Regions from separate parts of the Cricetulus griseus genome. Here region 1 is linked to region 2. Evidence: chromatin contacts called from public Hi-C data. All regions are on one chromosome and are shown on one strand. The core of a region is the stretch at or near the end of the contact, and the rest is flanking DNA. Distances in the headings are between cores, read along the strand shown. Region 1 overlaps Ccdc85c (coiled-coil domain-containing protein 85C). Region 2 has its middle 10 kb from the start of Ccdc85c.

What was found. A called contact is a pair of places that touch in the nucleus more often than the background predicts.
Region 1: a Hi-C map of the CHO-K1 cell line shows a contact between it and region 2, with 5 times the contacts expected there. The contact joins two enhancer-like sites. A contact is called at or near these places in 4 of 8 Hi-C or Micro-C datasets (the CHL-YN cell line, the CHO-K1 cell line, fibroblasts and 1 more).

The regions. Positions count from the first base shown.
Region 1 is chr5:186,558,752-186,561,715 of CriGri-PICRH-1.0, forward strand. All of the region lies in intron 4 of Ccdc85c (coiled-coil domain-containing protein 85C), which reads left to right. Among named protein-coding and RNA genes, the nearest start is that of Ccnk, 31 kb to the right of the region's middle. Within about 2 kb of position 1,455, at least 1 of the 6 cell types and tissues checked has open chromatin away from gene starts, as enhancers often do. A contact at or near this core is called in the CHO-K1 cell line, where this site is marked.
Region 2 is chr5:186,486,461-186,489,395 of CriGri-PICRH-1.0, forward strand. No RefSeq gene overlaps it. Among named protein-coding and RNA genes, the nearest start is that of Ccdc85c, 10 kb to the right of the region's middle. Within about 2 kb of position 1,536, at least 3 of the 6 cell types and tissues checked have open chromatin away from gene starts, as enhancers often do. A contact at or near this core is called in the CHO-K1 cell line, where this site is marked.

The DNA.
Region 1 (2,964 bases), core at 205-2,704, 72 kb after region 2:
TTGGGGCTTACCGGAACATCCCCAACATCCCCGTGTGAGTCTCTGTGGCTGGTCACATGCTTCCCACCTACGTGCTGGGCACTTCCAGTGTGGGCATCTGGAGGGACTTCCCAGGCAGTGTGTGGGTCCAGCTCCTGCTCTGTCTTCCCCCGTGATGACCAGCAAGGTTGACCTTGGCCCCTCTGTGGTCTTGGGTCACGGCGATGGCACAAGAGGGCTCGTGCTACCACTGACAGCCATCCTCTGCGGTTTCTCTTCTGAAGCCTGGGTGCCTTCTCCACCTGTTGACACTATGCAGGCAGCCAAGCCCACAGACTGTAGACAATCCAAATATTTACCCAGGAGCCCCGTGGCCAGATGATGCCTAATTGCTTTGTGATGAAGGGCTTGGAGCACTAAGTGATGCCACCCGGGGCCTGGCGCCTCCGGCTTTCCTCCATTCCCGTGGTGGAGAAAGATCGAGAACAGCCCGTTGAATGGCATGAACAAGAGACTTTCAAGTCAGCTGTGCCTGTGAAGTGTAGCGCTGGCTGGCTGTGGTGATGGGTCAGCCTGCCAGGTGCCAACCCACTTCTCACAGCCCAGCCCCTACAGGACACGCCCCAGGCTCCAACAGTGCTGACAGAAGGCTAGTGGGCTGAAGGAAGGGTCTGGATTGCTTCATGGTGGAGGCCATGGGAGGGGGATCCTGTGTCTCACCCCACAAGAGGGGCTGTCACACTGCTTCGGGGAGGAGGAAGTGGGCCTTCTGGGGCTGTAAGGGATTACAGGGCCTCAGGGGCAAGGGCATACTGGTGTCCAAATGGGCCTAGAGGTCAGGGGTCAGTGTGGGGTTGTGGACCGGTGGGTATTTCTGTTCCATGGGGGCTGTGAACTGAAGGCCTTCAAATCGTATGGCCTGTTTAGGATAGGAAGCCAAAGGGCAGAGGGCAGGGGTCGCTGAAGTGACAGGCAGGCCTTGGGGGTGCAATGCCTTGTAGACGCCAGCCATAGCAGCTACTGAAGCCACTGAAGGCATGGAGTAAAGGCTCAGAGGTGAAGGCTATGGGCCTGGCTGGTCACCCTGACCCTCAGTGGTGGCACTGTCAGGTCACTGCCTCCTACATACTGGGGCCAGTCTCCTTAAGGCGCACAGGGTTCAGCAGGACAGCAAGGTCAAGCATTCAAAGTCCCCAGATAAAAGTGTGCGAGTAGGTGTACCCCTCCCCCTCCCTGCTGCCAGCCGAGGGGAGAGGTGGTTTGTAATCCCAGGTTCCTGGTAGGAGCAGTCAGGCTTGGACAGTCGTCTTGGAAAAAACTGTCCTACACTTTCAGTCCCAACTGTGGGGTGGCAGAGACCCGAGTTCCAGGCTCAGACTTATGTACACCAGCTGACTCCGGCAAGCTCACTGTCCTCATCTGTGAGACGGTTTTATTTAGTCACTCGGGATGGACCTGCCCAGTGCACGTGCTTGGTGATTGGGAGGCCTCAGAGGGCCCTCGTGATGCTAACCCCAACGCATCAGTCACTCTTGATCAGTCATTAAATGTTGAGCAATGCAATGGCCATTTTCCTTTGCAGAGCCCCGGGTGGGTCCTGCTCTCCCCGACATCCACTGCTTGGGTGATTTGAGCCAGGAGGGCTGGGCTGCACAGCAATCTGTCCACCTGCCCCCTGCGTTTCTTTGGTGACTGCTTCCTGGAGGGGCCCAGAGCAGTCTGTTGGAAACAGATGAGGAACTCGGCCGGTGGCATCAGGGTGAACTGGGATATAGGGCCTTCCCTGGGACAGGGTGGCAGAACCCACCGGGAAGGGTGTAGACACCCCTCACTAGGATGAGGTGACTGGCACCCTCTGCTGGCCAGTGGGGGAAGTGCGACCTCTGCTCTAGTCCAGCTGTCTTGGGTGGCAGCCCTGCAGCTAATACATCCCCGATCCACTCATTCCCTTTCCCTATTCGGTTTTCCTACTCACCAATCAGGCAGTCTGGGCTGGACTTCCAGACACACGCCCACTGGGCAGTCTCCAGGGTTTTGCATGCTTTCTGGCACATAGGACCCTTTCTTTTTCTTATCCAAGGGAGGAAACTGAGGCTCAGAGCAGGCTAAGGCATGAAGCAAGTGCCAGTTAAAGGGACCAGGCCCAACCCTGGCTTTTATAGATCCCAAGCCCCTTGGGGCAGAGCTCCCATGCCCATGCTGATGCTGGTTGGTGCAAACAGGAGCAGATCAGCCTGTGAGGCCCTGGGGATCATCTATGCTGGGTGACCGGAGAGAAATGGGCTTGGTGGGCAAGCTGTCAACGGAAGGCTCTGGGCATAAGGACAGCCATACGGCCCCTACTAGGCTTGTATGGTGGCCTAGTAGAATGGCCAGGGCTGGATGGGAACCAGCCCTCTTGGCTCAGCTTCTGTGATTGTTGGGAGGAGTCTTCAGGGTCCATGTCTTGCAGATGGAGTAGCTCTGTCTTCAGGCTGATCCCCAGGTGCCAGGGTACAGCCGTCTAGGGCTCTGGCTGCAGAGTGCCCCCTTCCCACTTGCCCCGGGGCACTTCTTTGGGATTTCTTCCTGCCCCATGGTGGCCCGTAATTGTAGCCCAAGGCAGAAGCCCTCACCTTGCTGATGGCCAGCAGAAGTGAGGGAAGCTGGAGGGAGGCTGGGTCAGGTCTTCTAGCCAACATTCAGCTAGGTCCCCTCCTGACCCAACCTGGTCTGACTTCTGCTCTTACCTTTGACCATGTGGCCAGTGGCTGATTCACCATCGAGGTGGTGAAGACAGGGCCAAGGGCAAGGGGTAGGAGCAGGACTTGGAAAGGTGGGTGGGCTGTGGACTCGGACAGGGTTGAGCCCCGCCCTCCCTTCCTCAGCCTGCTGAGTATCATGAATCTCTGGCTGTCTTGACATGCCCACACTGCATCTGCAGAACAGCATGCAGGGGCTTCCCCACCCCACATACGGGGTCTTCTTCCCCCACATACAGGGTCT
Region 2 (2,935 bases), core at 286-2,785:
CGCTTGCTGCCAAGCCTGACCATGGAGCTCCAACCTTGGAGCTCATGTGAGGGAACTGATTCCTGCAAGTTTCCTCTGATGAACGAGTGCCTGATTGCTCCCCTCCCCCACCACACGTGTTTTAAAATGTTTAAAAAGATAGCTCTCTGAGAATGTCTGTGGTCCGAGGGTCCTGGATGGGTGCCCCAATTAACTGGGATTGTGGCTGAGACTCCTTGGAGAGGTAGTCAGAAGGCTACCGTGCGGCTCACGGCTGCCGGCATTGGCTCTGCCCACATAAAGCCCACACTTCACCCAAGTATGGATGTTCCAGCGGCCCCCAGACCAAAGAGGGCCACCTCCAGATGAAAGAGCAGCTTTGGGTGGGCCGTGGTCAAATCCCCTTCTATGCAAGGAAAAGGATGGAAGCTGTCTGTGCTTGGGGCAGAAGGTAATGGTTGGCAGGACAGGAAGTGAGGACATGGCACACAGCAGGCACTTAGTTAAGTGGTGTAACTTCAGGAGGCCAGGGAAGGGGAGTCCGCCATCCTCAGCTCTCCAGGCAAGCTCTGAGAGCCTGTGTCTCCTTTTCCTCCAATAGAAGGGGACATTAATCCATAGATGAGAGTGGACACTGTGCCTACAGGCAGCCCCTCAGCAGCCAGCCCTTCCTGCCTTTGCCCTTCATCCCCAGGAACAGGAAACTTCCTCTCTGCAAAGGCAGGCACTGGGTTTGCCTTTAGAATCAAGTGCATGCTGGGCCTGGTTCAAACGTTAGCCTTTCAGGGTTCACCTGTTCCTGCTTTCAGGGGCACACACACTCATGGCACTCTGTAGATGGTCCTGGAGGGTGACCATCTACCTCAGGCCCTGCTGTCTCCTCCTCACAGGTAAAGGGAACCAATCAGTCTCACAACCAGGCAGCTGTCCAGGGACCAGGAATAATGAGACTCCACCCCCTTCCTTTGGGGACCTGGAGGCCAGAGTCCTTCCCTGCCCTGTCTTCCTTCCCCCAGTGCTCCCTCTGTGGGGAACCCTCCCTAAGTAGTGAGCATCCAAAAATGGTTCCGGAGACTGGAAGAAGGGGTTGCCTCCGGGAGAGGCCTGCATACACTCTTTCCCCACCGTGCTTCTCAGCCCTGGGATCTAGCCGGGATCCTGAGCCAGGGTGAGGAGTTGGGTGGGAAGGACTCCCTTTAAGTCTGGGCCTCCCCAACCCTCTGCCTGCCATTCTGGTCCAGCCGGTCAGAGGGGCAGGGGTGGGGGTGGGGAGACTGCAGCCCTTTGTTGTCTAAAAGGACAGAGGGATTATCTGCCGCTGGGCCTTCAGCTCCTTCCTGCCCTCCCCGAAGCTGCTGACAGCCAGCCCTGCTTCCCTGGGGAGCTGCAGGACTGCCTTCCTGCTTTCTGCGACCTCCATGAAGAAAAATTCATCACCGGATGGCTGAGCAATCCAGGCGGGCTCCAGAAAAATGACATTGAGTCACCTGGGCGCTCATCGCTCTGACAGCCGTAGACTCACTGGGCCGCTAATTAGCTCTTACAGGAAAGGGCCAGATCTGTCATCTTCCTCCGGAAGTGCCGGGCAGGATTAGCTGCTGCTCCTGGAGGCTGGAGCCTCATCCCAGGACAGGGGGACTCTGAGGGATTCCAGTGAGCAGTGGGAAGACAGCCGTCCTTCCACTGGGGAATCTCACTTCTGGGAATTTATCCCAGGGGAACAACCCAACCAGAAAGCTGAGCTGCACTCGACCAAGTCCAGCCTTGAGAATGCCCTTGTTGCCCAGCAGTGGGGGAGGGGGGAGCAGTCAAGACCTTGGGGGCTTGCCAATTATGGAGTTATGGCCTATGATGAGGATGAGACACAGAGCCATGGTGTGGAGAATCAAAACTTTATCACCCTGATACCTGAACTTGCCCATCTCAGCCAAGCCTGCCCTAAACACGCCTATTTCTGACCCAGTGATCCACATAGGGGACCTGGTCACTCAACTCCCTGCTAATGTGTATCCTCACATCTGACAGCTCTGCTTAAATCACGGATCTAGACCTTGAGTCTTAGCAGCATTTGTCAACTGGACCTAGTGTCAAGACTCACTGTGCCTGGCTGGGTCGCCAGCTACCAGCCCTTGTCTCCCTCTCTCCCACCCCCAGGGCACCCCAGTCAGCTGGGCGAGGTGTGTGCTATTTCAGCACCATCTTCTGTGGCCAGGGTGTTCCTAAGGTGGGGTGAGGGAGTGAGGGATGGGGACCAGCTCTGTGAGCTGCTGCTGTGTGGTAGAGGGAGGTAGAGCTGGACTAAGCTCCACAAGCAGTACAGGCCAGGTTCCTGCAGAAGCTGTTAGGGTCTCAGAGTCTTGGTGGGGTGGTAAGCAGAGGGGACATCGGCTGGGTGGTTACCTGCAGACACGGCTGAGGGTGCACTTCTCTCTGCACTCTGGTTGAGAGAGCAGATGCCTCCCTGCCACAGGTCCCTTCTTAGTGTGCCCACTCTACTGCAGGAGCAACTCCAGGACGGTGCTTCCCCAGAGACGGTGGCCTTTCTGGCTGTCCACCATCTCCACCAGCTCTCCCTCAGTCTCCCAGGATGGGATTGTGGGGTTGCGAGCACACTGTGTCTTCCCAAAGCCCCAGCAGATGTCAGCCCTTCCCCTGGGCAGGAGAGGGAGTCTCTGGTTCTCCAAGTCCAGCTGAGGCTTGCTCTGAGCTGCACTCTCTGCCTGCCCTTGCCTATTTTTTAACATGGGAGCAAACGTATGGTGGGGGAGAACTGTCATAGACCCCCAGACACCCAGCTGAGTCCTAGTTTCTCTACTTCCTGCTGCTGGGCATGGAGGACATTTCTAAGGCTGGATTGTTACAGTTTCTATGGGGGTATGCTTGAGCATAGCTTCCTTTACCCAGCTCTTCTGATAGTGTGGTGGGAGCACTTTATCAGATTTGACTGGCTGTCCAA